3 separate regions of the Mus musculus genome follow, and all the other regions are linked to region 3. A link is a contact called in public promoter capture Hi-C data. All regions are on one chromosome and are shown on one strand. Each heading gives the region's core, a stretch centred on a gene start, on an enhancer-like site or on the middle of the called end of the contact. The rest is flanking DNA. Distances are from core to core; before and after follow the strand shown. Region 1 has its middle 14 kb from the start of Gm34286. Region 2 holds the start of Tm4sf20 (transmembrane 4 L six family member 20). Region 3 holds the start of Ccl20 (chemokine (C-C motif) ligand 20).

The links. Promoter capture Hi-C pulls out the DNA fragments that hold promoters and counts their contacts.
Region 1: a contact with region 3 is called in a promoter capture Hi-C map of epiblast stem cells, with 2.4 times the contacts expected there. The contact joins the enhancer-like site here to the promoter of Ccl20 in region 3. A contact is called at or near these places in 10 of 39 promoter capture datasets (the 3T3-L1 cell line, 3T3-L1-derived adipocytes, the HPC-7 cell line and 4 more) and 1 of 9 other capture datasets (liver).
Region 2: a contact with region 3 is called in a promoter capture Hi-C map of stem cell-derived epiblast-like cells, with 3 times the contacts expected there. The contact joins the promoter of Tm4sf20 here to the promoter of Ccl20 in region 3. A contact is called at or near these places in 11 of 39 promoter capture datasets (the 3T3-L1 cell line, 3T3-L1-derived adipocytes, the C10 cell line and 6 more), 1 of 115 datasets of contacts at active chromatin or transcription factors (pancreatic cancer cells) and 1 of 9 other capture datasets (adipose tissue).

The regions. Positions count from the first base shown.
Region 1 is chr1:82,793,063-82,797,441 of GRCm38.p6, forward strand. No RefSeq gene overlaps it. Among named protein-coding and RNA genes, the nearest start is that of Gm34286, 14 kb to the right of the region's middle. Within about 2 kb of position 2,374, at least 121 of the 459 cell types and tissues checked have an H3K27ac peak or open chromatin away from gene starts, as enhancers often do. A contact at or near this core is called in epiblast stem cells, where this site is marked.
Region 2 is chr1:82,766,951-82,771,318 of GRCm38.p6, forward strand. Tm4sf20 (transmembrane 4 L six family member 20) reads right to left here and starts at 1,511. Exons shown (of 4, transcript NM_025453.4): 1 at 1,285-1,511. The coding sequence starts at 1,467.
Region 3 is chr1:83,113,600-83,118,294 of GRCm38.p6, forward strand. Ccl20 (chemokine (C-C motif) ligand 20) reads left to right here and starts at 3,167. Exons shown (of 4, transcript NM_016960.2): 1 at 3,167-3,303; 2 at 4,197-4,311; 3 at 4,400-4,477. The coding sequence starts at 3,225.

The DNA of each region.
Region 1 (4,379 bases), core at 1,124-3,623, 320 kb before region 3:
CAGAGATGTCTGCGTCTTTGAGACCATCTTCCTGTTTAAATCCAAATGAATTCTTAAAAGCAATATATCAAATATACATCAGTTTGTACGAAGTGTATTAGCTTGTTAGGCCCAACGAAAGGAAAGCCCTGGTTCTGTAGGGATTTGCTGAAGATCAGTCTGACTAAGAGAACCATGTTTGCACTGTGATTCGGTTCTCTAGAGTCTGATACAGCATATTTCTTGTCCCTTACTGTCTAGTTCCTCTTCCATGAATCATATCAATTAGTCACTAGTCCTTTCCCTTTCACACTGAGAAGGGCCTCAGTCCTGAAAATGAGAGGACAGAGACCTTTGTATGCAAGATTTTTGCTTATGAAGACTCAAAAAAAAAAAAAAGTTGAAGATGCAACTGGACATATAGCACAATACAGTCAAGGACACATTGGGCAATCAAGACATTGGCTGGATCTAGGAAGACAACACATGTGTTCTGTTCCTGCAGCTAGGAGCTGACTGGACCCACAACAGCTTGTGAGATTTCCTAGATGTTTTTACAAAGAAAGGTATGGTGTAAAGCTGAGGCAGGAGGCGCTAGAGTTTAAGGCTAGTCTATACTACATAATGAACATATCAAATAAATGAGTAAGTAAATAAAAGTTCACCAAACAATGCAAAGTTTCTGCATTGAAAAATTGCTTTGATTAGTTTTACTAGCTTAGTGGAAACTAGACTGTGCAAATCTGACACCCTTGGGTGTCTGAGAGAAGAGTCTCATTCCTTTGGTAAGGGACCTGCCTTGGTTCATGAATAACAGTGTGTAATTTCTCATCTTGGCTTACAGAATGGGATCCACTCTTGTGTGCATGTCCCCTGCTGTGCTGGCAGCAGCTAACTGTTAACTTGGGGTCTAATGAACAATTAAAAGCTTTGAAAAAAAAAAAAAACAACTAACAACAACAAAACCAACTCAGCTTCCTAAATCTTAGTATGACACCCTCACTAATTTTTCAACTGCGTTTCACAGTTGAGCCATTTGTCTGAACACTTTATTTATAGGTTGACAATTCTTGGTAGCCTCAGGCAGCTTAGAGTGTCTTTTGTAACAGCAGGGACCCACCTCCTCCTTCAGCAAGCTGTTCTACTTGGAGGGCTTGTGGGAAGGGATGGGGAGCCCGTGTGTTTGGGCTTATGGACTCTGCAGGCTGTCTGGATTCTCTGTGGGAGACCGGTGCCTCTTGCCTGCTCCTTCCTTCCCATGAGGGGGTACATGAGCTTGCTAGGCAGATACTATTGAGCCCAAGGTATCGTGTTTAGAATTTTGCTGGGCAGGTATTATTGAGTCTGAAGATACTGCCTTTAGAGTTTTCCTGAAGTCCAGCCTATGAGGGCAAGAACTCCAAGCAACCACTCCTGATATTTACAGAGAAGACACAGTACAGAAAGGAAGGAGCTGTCGCTGGGACACAGATCGGTCCGTTACCCTATCTGCGTAGTTCCTTGGCCTGTGGGCACAGGTCTGCCATGCAGTGTCTGTGTGATCCTTGAAGTTTCCACATATGCTCGTTTGCTTCTGGTTATTCCAAGTTGGTTGTCTTTTGATCAGTTCTCCCACCCCTATAGGCAGGCCAAGTAAAAACCAATTCAATGACTCCTCTCTCAAGCCCATCGGAGAGAATGGGGATTTCCTAGAGTTTCATTTTTTTCCTATTGCTTCCCAGACACTGCAGGTCCTACTTCCTGTTGTCTTCTATAGAAGCTTCCCTCACCCCCATAGCTCAACAGTCATGTGACCTGCCCTTTCTCTCAATGCTCTCACCTGGATTAGTTTATCTTTTTTTAAAAGATCTATTTGTTTATTTATTTATTTGTTTGTTTATTTAATGTATATGGGTACACTGTAGCTGTACCGATGGTTGTGAGCCATCATGTGATTGCTAGGAATGAAGGTTGCTCGCTCCGGTCTGTCCCACTCACCCTGGTCAGAAGATTTATTTATTATTATATCTAAGTACACTGTAGCTGTCTTCAGATGCACCAGAAGAGGGCGTCAGATCTCATTACTGATGGTTGTGAGCCACCATGTGGTTGCTGGGATTTGAACTCAGGACCTCAGGAAGAGCAGTCAGTGCTCTTAACCACTGAGCCACCTTGCCAGCTCCTGGATTAATTTATCTTTACCATCTTTTATATGTGTCACTAACTACCCAACCCAGACTATGAATGGTCTGAGCTCCCTGAGCATAGAGATATCCGATTACTAAAACATGACCTCACTTGCAGGTATTAAAAATATTTATTAAAAGCTTAGGAAACCTCTACCTATGTGAGGCCCAGTGTCCACAACAACACTCTAGGTGGGGTTCATGACTCATCAAATAACTATGCTTTAGACTTACAGTTTTGTCAACTGATGACAGTTATGGGGAAATGGAAACTTGAGAAGCAGCTGAACTTTGAGAGGAGGCCGCCTTGACATTTGTAAGTAACCAGAGCCCAGTTCAAAGTGCTCAGAACTGAACTGAAGCAATGCATAGTCTCCTGGAGGGTCCAATTAACCAAGGGTCTTCCATTTAGTACACATTTGTTGGAATCCTCCTGCGTAGCAGAATCCATGGTGTGCTCAGGTGAAAAAAAAAATGTACAGGAGACACTCACCCCAGATGTGGGAAGCACTGTCTTATAGACTGAGACCCTAGACCAGATGCTGAAACAGAAAGCAATCTGAGAGTCAGGGACCATCTCTCTACTTCCTGACTGTAGATGAGGTGTGACCTGCCTCGCATTCCGCAGCTGTGACTTCCCTGCTGGGATAGACGGGCCCTCAAACCTCGAGCCAGAATAAACCCTTCCTTCCTTAAGGTGCTATTTTAGGTTTTTGTTTTGTTTTAATTCAAAACAATGAGAACATGGTATGTTTAGAGAGTCCTTTATAAGAGAATCCCCTAGTCTGTGGGCAGAAACAGGAAAGAGCAGTTTACCTTAGGAGATTTTAGTAGCCAAGGAAACAGTAAACCGCCAGGACTCGAAATAGGAATTTCAGAAAGTACTCAGTCCAGGAAGATGTCTCAACCAGGAGCTCATGGGAGGAACCGTGTGTTCAGCAGGCATGAGTGTCAAGACCCGAGCCAGAGGTGAGATAGCGTTAGGAAGAATTATCTGCCAAGCCTGAAGAAGCCCAGCACTGTCTGACTCAGAAGAGCCGGTGCCAGCAACAAGGAGAGGGAAGGAGCAAGCAGAGACAGGCGAAGCAAAGGAAGAAACGTTGCCACATGGCCACGACGCAGCCCAGGGAGGAAATGCTCGTGCAGGAGGAAGTCTCCTGTGCAAACTCGAGATGTGGTGGCCTACAGCTGGAATCCCAGCGTATGGCTTGGGAAGACCGATGGGAGGGTGCAGAGGTGAGAGGAATGTTTAAGCTCAGAAGTTTGAGACCAGCCTACAGCATAGTGAAACTCCATCTGTATAGGAAACCAAAGCCAACAGTCAGGCTCCAAAGATACGGCTCAGTGGTGAAGAGTGTGTACTGGTCTTCAAAGGTCTCGGCTTCAACTCTGAGCATCCGCAACAGATGCACCCAATGCTTGTAACTCAGATGCACAAACTGCCTGTAACTCCAGCCTTAAGGGTATTACCTTCTTCTGGTCTCCACAAAGTGCTCTCTCCCATGTACGCATCCACCACTCCCGCCATATGTATATACAAATACATTAAAATAAATCTGAAAAAAAAATCAGGTGTGAGCAAGGTAAACGGGGGTGGGAAGGAGGGGAAGGGAGGTTGTTGGCCTGCAGTCCATACCCCAGGGCCTGCATGGCGGAAGCATCCAGGTTTGTTGCCCCGGCTCCCATGGGGGGTCTGCCTTTGTCAAGCTTCACAGGAGCAAGTTTTACGCACTCGCGAGTACATGCTATGCAAGAAGCTGAGTTATGTCTTTGCTCCCTCTCACATCTACCCAGGCGAAATGGTTTTCAGAGTCAGTTGAGCTAGCACATCCATTATCTCACAGAGGCTAGAGCATGGTAGAAGGACCTATTGTCTGTCCCCTTAGCAAATGTTCTGTGTTGTCTTGGTCTGCTTTCTGACACTGTAACAAAATGTTTAAAGCTTGGGAATTTACTAAGAAAAGAGGTTCAGATCACTTTGTGGTGGTGGAGGCTGGGAAGTTCGATGTCAGAGGCTCGGCATCCACGGGGCTTCCGGTAAGAAGGGCCTTCCTCTTATGTCAGCAGTATGACACAGCAGAAAGCTTTGCACAAGGGTGACACAGCAAACATATTGGGTAGTGTTACACAAGTCACTCCTCCAATGATCCATTGACCCACAAACATGCTAATCCATTTAGGAGGGCAGACCTGATCAATCTGAGCAAATGCCCCCCATCTCCAGAAAGAACTAAC
Region 2 (4,368 bases), core at 261-2,760, 350 kb before region 3:
TGAGGACGACAGTATTTTAACTAGCTTTGGCATTAGATAAATCTAGCACTGGGTTTCACACCCATTGTGTGACCTGGCTAACATTCTCAGCCTTCTGTTTTCTGGTATATAAAGTACAAGTGATAATTGCAGCCCAGATGATTGTAGAGTGGAAACTAGGCAGGATGTACGCTAAACTAGGCTTTCCAGCAAGATGTCAACAAATGAATGTTCTATGCCTCCTGTCCTTTCTGGTCTGTTTAGTCTCTGGCTCCTTGGTTTCTCAAAAAAAAAAAAAAAAAAAAAAAAAAAGCCCAAGAGATGTAGATGGGTACCATCACTACCTCGTGCTCTTTACTACTTGTAGCAAAGCTTTAAAATATTCTCTCCTGTGTTTTCAGCAATGCAAATTCATATCTAGAGATAGCTGAGTTTTTCTAAATGGCCTGTCTCAGCTGGGGCACTGCTAGGAGTGCATCTTCCAGATCTGAAAATTGGATTCTACAAATGTGTTCTACCCAGACTGGCTGCATCACAATTTCTAGGAGACAATGAGAACCTGACTCTGATAGTTCACTGTTAAGAACGCATGAAATCTGTGTTGTCCCACCTTGCATCAGATTTCAACAAGGAACACCCATTCACCATCATCAGACTATAGAACTCTGAAGCTTTCTGGGATCTATGTAATACTCAAAACCAAAAGTTGTTGAGGTCAGAAACTGGCTTAGTTGCTTCCCTATTGCTGTGATAAAACACCATGACCATGGCCAAGCATCTTATAAAAGAGACCCAGGATTTCGAACTCTATGTCTTAGGCCAGCTCCCTTGAGAAGCAGGCTAAGCCTCACTATGCCATCTCCAAGGCTACCCATGCGCAGGGGTGCTTCTCATTCCCGTAGAGCAAGTTCCCACTGCTGCCACGTTCCCTATACCTAGAAATCAGGATGGGGCAGAGAAAAAGAGGCAATAGATTTAAACAATATCCCACAGAGTGGTTAAGGCCCCGAGTTCCATCGCCAGCACCATGTTTTAAAAAAGAAAAACTGAAGTTCCTTAATGTTAAATAATAAAGTTCAGAGGTATCATCCCACCTGTGAAGAAATGCTATAGGTAACGACTTAACCTGCTTTTTGCCTTAAGGTCCCTAAGATGGACCATCGCTTTCTGTACATAAATTATCATTCTTCACAATGTAACATTATAAATTGATGGTAATCACATTCCTAACTGTGCAAGGCTGAAAGTCATAGTTAAAGGCATCAGACACCCTTCTCCAAGTCTGTTCATGTAGGTATTACTCACCATCAGACCTGCTCCTATAATTCCTGGAAACCACCACTCATAGCAGGAGATGGGGTTTTGAGAAGTCGAGTCTGCCTCCACTAAGCTGATTCCCAGGGGTATACAATTGATAACCACTCCTAGCAGGATCAGAATGAGCAGGCTGAAGCCATTGCAGGATGTCCACCCTTCACAGCACGTCATGGTTTTCCTGGTTCAGTTAGAAACCTCCTCAGGGTGGCTGGGCTCGTGTAGCTCTCTGCCTGGCCTTTTATCCCAACGTTCTGGTTAAAGTTTAGCACTTATGAAAAATGAGTTGTGGAAAGCAGTTCAGAGTCCAGTAGGGCAGGATGTTATTGTGAGGATTATGACGGGAACCAATAATCATATTATGATAGGATGAAGGGAAACAGATAGAAAAAAAAATCTAATGTTGCTGTGTGATGAACTTACACATGAATACAGGTAAGTAAAAACTGATTTAAAAAAAAAAAAGCTTGTGTGGCATAACTCCTAAAATATTCCTCTACTGATGTGCCTTGTAAAAATCTAAGAAGACAAAAAGTATATCCAATTAGAATAAACTACTTTTCATAGTTTTATATTATTGGACGATACAAGGATATTATATATAAAGTATCCTTATTTTGGAGTTATTCAGTAAGAATATGAACATTGTATAAGATTAGGGAAAGCAATCTTCTCTGCAAGTATTCCTGATTACTCTAAATATTAGTGTTTCATTTCAGGCTATTGTCTCACATGCAGCATTTTTAATCCTTAATTTTCCCAGTCTTGTAAAGTAGATCCTTTGTACACATCCCACCTACAACCTGTGGGAGGTTTGACTAATGGCACCAGAAGGAAAGTGATCAAATATGGACACTATGATAAAAGCAATGGCAGAGAGGCTAGACGGGAGACGAAGGTTCCATGTCTGCCATGGTCCTCCTCAACTATAGCAGACAGAGGAACAAGCCTTTAGTTTGTGCTGCTTTGTGTATCTCATAAAGGTCCATCCTGTCACTGCATATCCAGATTTCAAAGGCAGGCGGCTCTGGGGAAAATACCACTTTGTTTACAGAGAGGACAACTGAAAAGACACTGAAATGAATAACAAACAAAACAGTTATTGCTGTCTTATTCAAATGTTTGGAGAAAACTCTTTAGAGTATCTAGGTTCCATCATTAGATCGTTTGAAAACAGTTTGAACCATGTGTATGTTTGTATCTAGAAGGACAGGTAATATTTGTAAGATAAGTCAGGACTCTCCAGCTCCTGCTATCTTCTCAACCCTCTGTCACTGCAGTTCCATCCCATGCAAAGGGTTCACATGATGACAAGCCAGGTCTTAACCATGCAGTCTGCTGCCTGACTGGTTGAACTACCCCAGCAAGAATCCAAGGCATATAAATAGGTAGTAAAGCTGCCTTAGCTGTCTTGAAAAATCATGAGTCACATAGTGCATAGGTAGCCACTGATATATTGGTATACATATATAAAGATATATGAATTTTCTCTCATATTAATTCATCTCCATACTTATTCACACTTATCCACTTACAGCTAAGTAAGACCATGTGACTACTTCAAACCAGTAGAAAGAGAGGGAAAGAAAACAATGTCACTTTCAAGCCACATTGCTTTGCAAGCACTAGGCTATGTCTACCTTGTTTTCCACATAGACCGGAAACAACTAAACTATCTAAGAAGTCATGCATTGACCATGTCAATAGCTTCTTCAGCCCATCTCCTGAATAACTAAATGGAGAGAGCCCTTAGCCCACGTAAAACAACCCAGGAGTCTATTGACTCAATCTCAGTAGCTTTCGTTTCCTTATATTCAGTGTCAAACTTTAACTCAATTTTTAAACTTTCCTGGAGTTCGCAACCTGTGTTGCCAAAACATCAGTTCCAATAGTCTGAAAAAAAAATTCAAAGACAGTGAAACACAGTATTTTCCATTGTTTTATTCATAAATTACATTGGGGAAGGAGGGAACACTTTAAAGTTAAAACACGTGGTGTATACAGCCAATGTAAGCAGACATATAATACATGCATCTCTTGAAAGGCAAGTGCTTCAAAATAATAGAATATATTCACATTGCTTTCACTCAGCTGAGGTCTTTAATGGGAGTCTTCTGCAGATTATCACTGGCCGTTCATAGTGGGCTGAGGGTGGATTCTAAAATATAAACACATTATAATGCTCCCTGTATTCACATTATACATGCACTATGAATATCAGAAATAGAAGCGAAATCTTCCATGGGTAAAGGTGGAAGGGCCCTGAGTTCAGTTTTAAGGACTCGAAGATGCATATGCTATTAAAGAAGAAGAGGTCCTTAGAGATTCTGAGTTCAGCTTCATTATTTCATCAATGAATGAGCAAATTCAGGGAGGCTGACTTATTTATCCATGGCTAGGCATCTTCAGCACAGCACAGACGTATTTTAGTCTTCCGCGTTCTACTCAGCTATGTTTATTAAGCCTTACAGCTTGATAGGTGAACTGGGAGGGATTATAGGGCATACAGTCTAAAAGTCTAAGTATATGAGCCTGGGTCCAACCATCACCGGCCCCGAGGCCAGGGGGCCAGCAGCCATGCTAGCAACAGCACTTCTTGCATCCACACTTCTGCTGGCAGCAGCACTTCTGCTGGCAACAGCCCTTCCCACAGCCACAGCCGCAGCCACAGCCACAGGAGCCACAGCCACAGGAGCGGCAGCAGGAGCGGCGGCAGCAGCAGACTACCACAGGCTTGCAGCAGCCACAGCAACCGCAGCAGCCACCACAGCAGCCACAGCAGGGAACCCGGTAGCACCTGTAGGTGGTACAGCTGTTGCAGCCTCCACAGCCGCCACAGCCACCGCAGCCTCCACAGCCACCACAGCCACCGCAGCCTCCACAGCCACCGCAGCCTCCACAGCCACCACAGCCACAGCCTCCACAGCCACAGCCGCCACAGCTGCCACAACCGCCGCAGCCGCCGCAGCCACCACAACCTCCACAACCACAGCAACCCATGGTGTCAGTAGAGAGGACTCGGATCAAATGAACAGAAGAGCAACTTGAGAGAGGAGAGGATGATCTGATGCCTTC
Region 3 (4,695 bases), core at 1,917-4,416:
TTGAGTATTTTAGTCATGAGTCTATCAAATATTTTCCTAAATGGAATTGTGTGTGTGCGTGTGTGCGTGTGTTACAGTATACATTCTCCAGTTCCATACCCTCTGGGGTGGCCAATGTTCTAGTTGGCTGGTATAGTAAATTCCATTTAGGTGTAATATATAAGCTTATTATATAAGTGGTTAGGTTCAGTTTGGTTAGATTAGTTTGTTGTAGACTTTCATGTACTTTTGTAAAATGTTCAAAAAGGATTTATCTTAGTCTTAATTATGTATATGCATGTACCTGTGAGATGAGAAGAGGGTGTCAGATTCCCCTAACGATGGAGTTAGAGGTGAGCTGCCCAGCTTGGGTGCTGGAAACTGAGCTAGGGCCCTCAGCAAAACAGGACATGCTTTGAGTCATCTCTCCAACCCCTCTCAGGTCTGTTTTCCTGAGAGGAACTGACCTGTAGCTTTCTTTGCTCTTGAGTTCTCTCTCTCACTTTATTATTGTCGGTCAACACTGTACTCACAGACTGAGTTGGAAATTGTCTCTCCTGGCTTATTTGTGAAAGCTGCGGTGGACTGACAGCGAGTTTTCTTTGACAGAACTTCAGTGAAACCTGGGATTTTTGTGGTGAAGGAAAACTATAGTTACTAATAGGATACCCTGTTTAAATCTATTCAAGTATTCTATTCTAGTTCTAAATCAGTTTTGCTCATGTTATACATTTGGTTGGCATACAGTTGTCTATAGTCTCCCCTTATAATTCTAATTACTTTTAAGTCAGTAGGAAAGAGCTCTCATTTGTGAGGGGATTGCTGTCTTCCTGGCAATCATAGTTAAATTTCACTGTTGTTGTCTACCATGACTAAGAATAAGGTTTGGGTCACATCAGTTTCCTCCACTGCTTTGCTGTCCTGTGCCACAGTTACACCCCCCTACCCCCCTAGTCATTATCATTTCGTCCCTTTGATTGCCTTGGGTTCTGCTCGCTCTACTTTTAAAGTGTCTTGAAGCAGAAGGTAAGTTTATTGCTTAGCACCCTTCTTGGTTTAAATGCAGGTGTTTGCTCACTGATCTTACAGCTGTTGGATTTTATGAAAAAGAAAGAACCAGAAATATGTTTGGTAGAGGCTCGGTATGGTGTGGGGGTAGGGGGTGCCTCTGCAGGCCCATGCTGGGACATCCCTTCACACTAAGGTACTGGTCACAGGTCGGGTATAGTATAGAATAGAGTTTACTTAGGGCATGGGAGGGAGCATTGGAAAAGGAGGAGGAAGGGAGGGAGAGAGAGAGTGAGGGGAGAGAGAGAGAGAGAGAGAGAGAGAGAGAGAGAGAGAGAGAGAGAGAGAGAGAGAGAAGACTGGCTATAAACAAGTGGAGAGACAAGGGGGAGGGAAAAAATGGGGAGAGAAGGGACAGAGAGGGAAGAGAGTAAGAGAGTGACTGGGGTGGGGGGGGGGGGCAAACAGCCCCTTTTATACTGAGTCAGGCATACCTGACTGTTGGCCACTGTGGGGCAGAGCCTAGAAAGAATGCTAACAACAGCCTCCCCTAAATTTTGAAATACTCATCTCAAAGTATTTCTTTACTCTCAGTGATTTCTTTTTTACATGTTGGTTATTTAGTAGTACATCAACCAATGTTCATAAGTTTGTGAATCCCCAAGTCTTCTTCTCTTATTAATTGGTGGTTTGATTTTGTTGTGTTAAATAAAAAACAAAAACAAAAACCCACAGTATATATTATTGAACACTTTAGGAATTTATTTGGACATTTTAGTGATGTATCACATAATTTATCTTAGGGAATCTTTCATCCACAATGGAGAGGAATGACCATCTTATTTCTGGGTGGAATGTTCTAGAGATGTTTATTGTCTAGTGGGTTTGGGGTGCTGCTTAGGTACTCTATTTTGGGGGGTTCTCAGCCCACTTTTTCTGATAATTATTGACAAGTATGAATGGTAGTCTTCAATCTGGACTATTGAAGATTTCTCCTCCTCTCTTCAGCTCTGTCAGTTTTTATATCATATATTTAGTGATACAGTTGCTTGGTGTGTATATATTAATAATATCCTCATATATATTTCTATAATCTTAAATGAATAGATTCTTTAATAATCCGAGACTCCCTCCTTATCTGAAACATTGTCTGTTTTATTTATCACCTATCATGTCTAGTCCAGGTGTCTTTATTTACTTTTTCTTGGTTCTCTTACCACTCAGTTTTCTTGAGTTCTCTATATGGTATTTCTGTCTTATCACACATTAGAGATCCCAATATGTTATTAACATCATCACCACCATCTTTGGACTGTTTTTCAGATTGGCCATTTCTGGTAGTGTTTGCTCTTTTCCCTCCCTTAGGCTCTGCATTAAATATATCAACACAAAGAACAAAAGTCTGGTTGAAGACTTTTTCTTGGCTGCCGTCAAACATAAACAATTTGTAGAGAAGTTGATATGCCATCAAGGTGAAGTGGCGGGTTGAGACTGGTGTTTTCCACAATAGTTTGGGACACCTCTGTCATGTTGTTTTTCTACCTGTTCTGGATGTCATTCTAGAAATTCAGAAACTTTTATGACAGCTAAACACCAACCAGGTAATCACAAGCATGTGTTGCAGCACGTCTGGCATCCCACCTAATCTTTCCCCTCTAGGACTGGATACACAATAGGAGTATGATAGTATGATATGTTCCATTCAGAGTCTGTCCCTCTTTTTCCAACACACACACACACACACACACACACACACACACACACACACACACAGAGAGAGAGAGAGAGAGAGAGAGAGAGAGAGAGGGAGGGAGGGAGGGAGGGAGAGAGAGAGAGAGAGAGAGAGAGAGAGAGAGAGAGAGAGAGAGAGAGAGAGAGAGAGAGAGATTAAGTTAAACCTGGACAGGTGCCATTTCTGGGCCACTCGTCTGAGCTGCATTTCTTCCTCCTACATCCTGAGGAATTAACAGGATTCCCTCCTCCCCTGCCCTCCCCACCCCCCACCTGACCTTCACACCTTCTCAACAGTAGGAAAAGGCAGGAAGTTTTCCCTGTGGGTTTTCTTTGTGGTGACAGGATGAGGCAGATTAATCAATGGGGGAAAACCCCGGGTGAGAACACGCCTTCTTGTGTACATTCCCAGTATTTTGCTATAAGAAGGGCTGGTGCTGGAGCACAGGAGCACTCGCAGGGCACTGGGTACCCAGCACTGAGTACATCAACTCCTGGAGCTGAGAATGGCCTGCGGTGGCAAGCGTCTGCTCTTCCTTGCTTTGGCATGGGTACTGCTGGCTCACCTCTGCAGCCAGGCAGAAGGTAAGGGTGGCGCCTTCTGCTGGTTACAGGAGACTTCTGTCCTCTGGACCATATCTAGGGGTTCCCTGAGGACAGCAGCATGCTAAGGAATATGTCAGGGAGACTGGTTGGCTCATAGATAAGAGGAGAAATGAGTCGATGCTAGCAATCAGGTTTCTTCTCTGCCATCAATCCTAGCAGATGTGAAGAGTGATGGATGGACTTTCAGGGACACTTAAACTTCAGGACAAGACCCAAGTACCATTTCTGGGAGTGATGCGCTAGAGTGTATTTCAAGATATATATGGTCATTCAGAAATGCGTAGAACATTTCACCGCCAGCTTTTTGTTTAATCTCCCAACCAAGTAATGTTAGTAAAGTCCATAACTTATTTTTAAAGTTCTGACTATGACAGTTGACCTTAGTGTCCCCATGAGGCCTGAAGGACATTGTTCTCCAACTTTAAGATAACATTTATCCAGTACCTTACAGCAGGTTAGACTTTAACTTCGAGGCGTGCCCAAGTATTGCTTTATTATATTGTTATCTGCAACAGGTGCATGGCTGGAAACATGTGGTGAACTTTATGAACCTGACTTAAGTGCCACCAGCCAATACAACAGCCCTGGAGTGCTTTGGGCAAGATTATAGGATATAGTCATATAGAATATAGGAGATAGAGAATATAGGAGTTCCCTCTATATTCTAAAGATGAAAGACTATGGTGAATTGCAATGAAGTATCTGCATTTCTTACTAGAGATGGCGAGAAGCCATGGTCTTGTGAATTGTGTTAGTTAAACCAAAACATCCCAGCATACGATTAAAAAAAATAACTGGGAACTATGTTAAAGTGGAGCTCAAAGACATGGAAATTCATTCCTGTGGACTTAATACCTTTTTATGCCTTTTAGCAGCAAGCAACTACGACTGTTGCCTCTCGTACATACAGACGCCTCTTCCTTCCAGAGCTATTGTGGGTTTCACAAGACAGATGGCCGATGAAGCTTGTGACATTAATGCTATCATGTAAGTTATTCACCAACTTAAATTCAGTTCCTTCAGGAATACATGGAAATTTCACTGCATGTGAAAATTTTTAATTTTTGATTTTCAGCTTTCACACGAAGAAAAGAAAATCTGTGTGCGCTGATCCAAAGCAGAACTGGGTGAAAAGGGCTGTGAACCTCCTCAGGTATGGATCATTGAAGGACAAGCAGTCTCTCTCCAAATGATGGGGATAAGGAAGCAGAGAGTGGATCAAAGGTCTGCTGGAGTTCTTCAGCCTAGTGACATTGAACTTTAGAAGGGGGATTTGAGTTAGATCATGCAAGCACAGGATGCATTTTGCAGTTGTATGCCAACACCATCATCATTTTTGATATTATTTTAACTTAATGACTTGTCTCTCAA